2 separate regions of the Sus scrofa genome follow, and region 2 is linked to region 1. The links are chromatin contacts, called in public HiChIP or PLAC-seq maps. All regions are on one chromosome and are shown on one strand. The core of a region is the stretch at or near the end of the contact, and the rest is flanking DNA. Distances in the headings are between cores, read along the strand shown.

Region 1 (3,002 bases), core at 296-2,795:
TGTTGAGTACCCTTACAGTCTGCCATTCATTTATAGGTGTTATGTAATGTTTATTATGTATCAGGTATAAGATTCCCTTCTTGCCCTCAAAGAACTTACAATTTAGCTGCGAGGTCAAAATTTAACACAAAAAAAGACAGGCGCAGTAGGAGACAGTGTAATTAAGTGTTAAACAACGTGATACAGATGCTAAGTGATCTAGGAGAGCAGAGGAAGAGGAAGATTGCTGAGTTTGGGGACCGTCAAGAGTATACATTTTCAGTAATCTCTTAAAATGGTGCAATTTTAAAAGTTGTTACAATCCCTGCTAATTTATAACTTTAGCATTTACATGATTCACCCAGTTGCTTTCCAACCAGTAGCTGTTCCAAAGAATATATACATGCAAGAGTTGAAGCTTGGCAGGAGACATATCTTTAGAATCTCCCAGGATTTGCTAATGAAGGGAAAAGACATACTTTCTTGTTGGAAAACAGACCCAAGAATTAAGCAGATTTGGCATGGAGAATATGAGATTTACTAAACAGGAATATAGAACTCTGGTTGTAATTTTCGGTATGGGTTTTTGTTTCTATTAAACATTTTTCTTCATGCTAAATAAATTCTAAGTTTTGGAGTTGAGTCAGGCTCAACAGTTTTTGTTTTGTTTTTCATTTAAAAAAATCTATTTTCACAATCTACTTTCCTTCTTAAAAGAGGTGGACTAGAGTGCAAGTTATATTCTCAAGGCAAAGAGAATTTTCTAATTCCTAAAAATGACAGGGCAGGGGGAGGAGTATGAGGGACCTTTAACCTTTAAAACGGAGGCATCTTTCGGCACAGTAACTTATCTTTTCAAATGACGAAACTTCAAGCGTGCATTTACACTCTTGGTCTTAAAATGTTTTTTACTTTAGTAGTTTAGCAAAGATCCTGGTCTCTTTATGTTTCTTATTTTTTAAAATCTTTGCAACGCAGACAGTTTGAGCTAAATTAGGCTTGTTATAATAGAGTTTAAACTGCTAAAATAGAGGCATGTCTCATCTTGTGTTTTGAGTAAGTTTAGGCAAGTTTAGAGAATTGTAGCTAAGTATTATTTTTCTCCATTCTTGATTGCGTTCCGGGTCTTCCCAAGTAATGTCAGTTATTTCCCCAATTCTAAAAAGAGGGACTCTTTCATAACAGTTGTACAACCAGGCAAAAGAGCACACACTCGTGTTTCCTTAAGGGGAGGAAAGCTGCAATAATGTGAGATAATTAAATTTAGCCCTAGAAAAATCTTTGAAACGTTCTAATCAAGACTTCAAGCTTTCTGGAGTGTGTGTGCGCGCTTTATTCTCCCATTCTTCCTGGTCTTGGTTTTGCATTTCTAATGAAAGTGAACTGACAAAGCGGGAAAGTGGTCTAAGAAGCAAAACAAAGCCAGCAAGCATGCTTCTGGTGCGCCAAGATTAATCAATATTCCAGAAACCTCGGGTTTCCCCCCTCCTGCTCCGTGGTGTTTTCATTTTTCCCCACTCCCCCTTTCCCGGGCACAGACTCCGCCCCTTTTCTTAAGTTGCCCTCATAGTAATTTGCAGTTTCAGAGCACATGCACGCCTTGCTCGCTGCGTTTTGTTGCTCCGCTGTACCTGCTGGGAATTCACCTTGTCATTGCCTGGGGTATCTTCCACCCGCCACAAAATCAGAAAAGGTAGGTCTGACGTCCTGTATTCCTGCTCAGCTTAATTTCTCACTCTTTTTCTCTGCCCGTGTATTTCGTTTCCCAAGCCGAGAAGTAGCGAGAGTAAAAGCTAGCCATTTTGGTAGATAAAGTTCACGTTAGTAATTTAATGCAATGAGCGTGTGGTGTCTATTTACGCCGTGTCCTCTCTTAATTTGGAGTTGAGTCATTCAGGGTGGATTGGGGGCAGCCTGTGGTTCGAGCTCTAGACAAGAGCCAGGGCTGAACTGGTCTGTTTAAAAGTGACTGGTGAAGGGAATCAGAGAGTCGTAGGGGAAACAAAATCTGGTCTCGCGTCTCCTCTTCTTCACGTCTCCCCAAACTTCTAATCTGCTGTGAAGTCTTAAGCAAGTTGGGGGTCTTATTGTCACTGCCCCCCAACCTGCAATTTTATTTATAAGTCAAAACTGTTAAAGCAAGTCCTTTTTTCCGCACTTGGGTTTGCCGAAGGCTTCCAAGGAAGCTCTTGCTTTCTAGTTACCTCCCCCACGGACGCACACGCTGGCTGTTCGCGTTGCCAGATACACACGTCCACAGGCACCACTGACTTTTCCTTGGATTTATCTATCATGGGAAAGATTATGGATTAGAAATCTTGTAAAACAGCAGGAGGAATCCCTTGATCTTTCCCAACAGCTGATTTCTACCTAGGAGAGATTTACTTAGATATATTCGAATAACCTCGGAGCACTTTAAAGAAACTAGAAACCATATGCTGCAAAGTTTGGAATGAAAATGAGATTCATCTCCTCATCTGTTTTAGAAATTCTAAATTTTCACATCCTGGGAAGTCAGTGATAGTTTCCTCAGACGACACCAGCATGTGTGCCACAAGACAAATGCCACTTTGTACTTCTAGTTGTGACAAAAATGAAAAGGGATTATGATTTCTGATAGCTTATAAATATGCCCAGTGGTAGTTTGCTTATTTCATGAAAAACATTTCATAGTTACCATGTGAAAGAGTCAAATGTCTTTTGCAGCTCCCATGGGTATCTGTGTTCTTTTTCATAAGCACAGCTACTAGTTGATATTATCATGGGTTTTTTTTTCCCTTCATGAAGAAAATACTTTATTTTACATAACAGAAACCGCTGACTGTGAAATCTCAATATCTGAGTTCATTTTATTGACCTGGATATGACTTCACCATGTATACATCATAAGCCATTAAGTAGCTATTGAGCGTTTCCTGGGCATTCGGTTGGACATTAATTGAGGGTGAATGTTGTGCAAAGCTCCCTGCTAGGTTCTAGGGGATCAGGTGGGGGTTGGGGGTGCTCAGTCAGTTCACCCCCAG
Region 2 (2,857 bases), core at 159-2,658, 50 kb after region 1:
TTGGCAGCAGAGGGAGGGGGTCTTGGTTTTCAAAATTTGGGATATTTTCATGTCTCATAATTAAAAAAAACCTTCCACTGCCTTCGATGTGTTCCAGTGGTCACAGAAATACCTAACCTCTGACTCCACACGTAGCCCTCTCAAGGTCTCCTAACCTATTTATTGGATCTGACGACACCGCTACTAAATCCTTGGCTCTCAGAGTCCAGTCTGGTAACATGCACAGGCAGCTCTGATTTGGCACTAAAATTGCTCCTTCTTCCCAAATGTGCTTTTCCAGTTGTCCCTACAGCAAAGTCAAGCATTGCCAGAGCTCCAGCTTCTAGGTTATGGCCCCACCTCCACCCTAGACCCTGGCCCCCCAGACCCCAGACCCCCTAACCCAGGGCTCTTCTTTTTTCTTCTGCCATACACACCTTCCTTCTCTCCAGGTCCCCGGAACATGGAGCCCGCAGCACTGCTCTGTGGGCAGGTGAGCCTAGAGGGCCAGCACTGGGTGGTATTTCTTCTGTGGCTCTGGGCCTGGCACGCAGTAAGTGCTCAATACATTTCTTTCAAATGAGCCAAGAATGGTTCGCTAAGAAAGAAGGAAAAAGTCATGTTTTCTTCTTCTTCTTTTTTTTTTTTTTTTTTTTTTTTGCTTTCTAGCGCCACATCCACGGCATATGGAATTTTCCAGGCTAGGGGTCAAATCAAGCTACAGCTGCTGGCCTACACCACAGCCAGAGACATGCAGGATCCAAGCCGGATCCTTAATCCACTCAGCAAGGCCAGGGATCAAACCTGCATCCTCATGGATGCTAGTTGGGTTCGATACCGCTGAGCCACCATGGGAACTCCCTCACGTTTTCTTCTTAATCTGCTTTAATGTCAGAATCTTCCTCGGGAGGAGATCCTTAGGCCTCTCCAAGGGCTGTTCTGGAGCATAGATTAAACTGTGTGTGCGTCCAGAAAAATCCACGGTGGCATCGGATAAGCCCGTGGAAATGTCCTCCTGCTTCCGAACGCTCAGCAGTAGGTTAAGGGGCACTTGAGTATCTTGCGTTTTGATTCCCCAGGGATGGCGATCCCACATCCCACCCACCTTCTTTACAGAGTTGATCTCCCTGCTAGAAACAGTGTACATCTCTACTCATCTGGAAGTTAGTCCCCAGGCATTTCAAGAGGCATTTTCCTGTGCTGTGGCCTCCATAAGGCTGTCAATACACTGCTCAGCAAGCTTGGGCTGCACCACTTCTTTTATTTCTCCCGTCAAACCTCGTCTAGCTCTGTGTTTTCACTGGATACGCGGTAAATGGTCCTGACAGCATCTGCCATATGTTTTCATGCTTCATTCCCTTCCTTGTCCTCATTGCTTCTGTGCTCTGAGTCATACACAGTGGCTATTGTCTAGTGGAGGTTGTTGATTCATTCAGCCTTGGCGCCTCCAGGCAGTGATGCTCGGTGCTGAAGAAGGAAGTCACAGAGCTGTGACACAGGGACTTGGGACCGAGGTCCTTCCTCCACAGAGAGAGGAGATACTTAATTCTGAAAAGGTGAAGAGGGGCCATGTAGTGGCAGGTATAGGACTCTATACACACACATACCCACATACACATATATATACCATTTATTTGTGATAAGAACCTGTTTGATTCTTTGGAATACACTCTTTGGAGCTATCAGACTAGTTTTTTGGTTTTGTTTGTTTGTTTGTTTGTTTTGTCTTTTTGCCATTTCTTGGGCCGTTCCTGCGGCATATGGAGGTTCCCAGGCTAGGGGTTGAATCGGAGCTGTAGCCACCGGCCTACGCCAGAGCCACAGCAACGCAGGATCCGAGCCGCGTCTGCAACCTACACCACAGCTCGTGGCAACGCCAGATCTTTAACCCACTGAGCAAGGGCAGGGACTGAACCTGCAACCTCATGGTTCCTAGTCAGATTCGTTAACCACTGCACCATGACGGGAACTCGAGTTTTCTTGTTTTTGTTTTTTTTAATTTTTTTTATTATAATCACTTTACGATGTTCTGTCAATTTCTACTGTACGGCAAAGAAACCCAGTTATACATATATATTCTTTTTCTCACATTATCCTCCATCATGTTCCCTCATAAGTGATTGGATATAGTTCCCTGTGCTATATACAGCAGGACCTCATTGCTTATCTACTCCAATGCAGTAGTTTGCATCTAATAACCCCAAACTCCCAGTCCATCCCATTCCCTCCCCTCACCCCCTTGGCAACCACAGTCTGTTCTCCATGTCCATGAGTTTGTTTTCTGTAGATAAGTTCATTTGTGCCTTATATTAACTGTTCTCTTTTTTTTTTTTTTTTTTTTGTCTTTTTTGCTATTTCTTGGGCCGCTCCTGCAGCATATGGAGGTTCCCAGGCTAGGGGTCTAATCGGAGCTATAGCTGCCAGCCTACACCAGAGCCACAGCAACACGCGATCCGAGCCGCGTCTGCGACCTACACCACAGCTCACGGCAACGCCGGATCGTTAACCCACTGAGCAAGGGCAGGGACCGAACCTGCAACCTCATGGTTCCTAGTCAGATTCGTTAACCACTGCGCCACGACGGGAACTCCTGTTCTTTAATTTAAAAAAAAATTTTTTTTTGGTCTTTTTAGGGCCAGTATATGAAAATTCCCAGTCTAGGAGTCAAATAGGAGCTATAGCTGCCAGCCTACACCACAGTCACAGGAACACCAGATCCGAGCGACACAGGATCCTTAAAGCACTGAGCAAGGCCAGGAATCGAACCCATGTCCTCGTGATTACTAATCGGATTTGTTATTGTCGAGCCACAATGGGAACTCCCCATTTTTGTCTCATATTAGATTCCAGATATAGGTGATATCACATGGCATTGGTC

Evidence for each region. HiChIP or PLAC-seq counts read pairs in DNA pulled down with a chosen protein or histone mark.
Region 2: an H3K27ac HiChIP or PLAC-seq map of skeletal muscle shows a contact between it and region 1. The contact joins the enhancer-like site here to the promoter of SLC1A3 in region 1. A contact is called at or near these places in 5 of 47 Hi-C or Micro-C datasets (embryonic fibroblasts, heart right ventricle, psoas muscle and 1 more) and 2 of 2 datasets of contacts at active chromatin or transcription factors (alveolar macrophages and skeletal muscle).

What each region holds. Positions count from the first base shown.
Region 1 is chr16:21,872,146-21,875,147 of Sscrofa11.1, forward strand. It overlaps SLC1A3 (solute carrier family 1 member 3), which reads left to right and starts at 1,546. Exons shown (of 8, transcript NM_001289946.1): 1 at 1,546-1,672.
Region 2 is chr16:21,921,988-21,924,844 of Sscrofa11.1, forward strand. All of the region lies in intron 3 of SLC1A3 (solute carrier family 1 member 3), which reads left to right. Among named protein-coding and RNA genes, the nearest start is that of SLC1A3, 50 kb to the left of the region's middle. Within about 2 kb of position 1,409, at least 13 of the 83 cell types and tissues checked have an H3K27ac peak or open chromatin away from gene starts, as enhancers often do. A contact at or near this core is called in alveolar macrophages, embryonic fibroblasts and skeletal muscle, where this site is marked.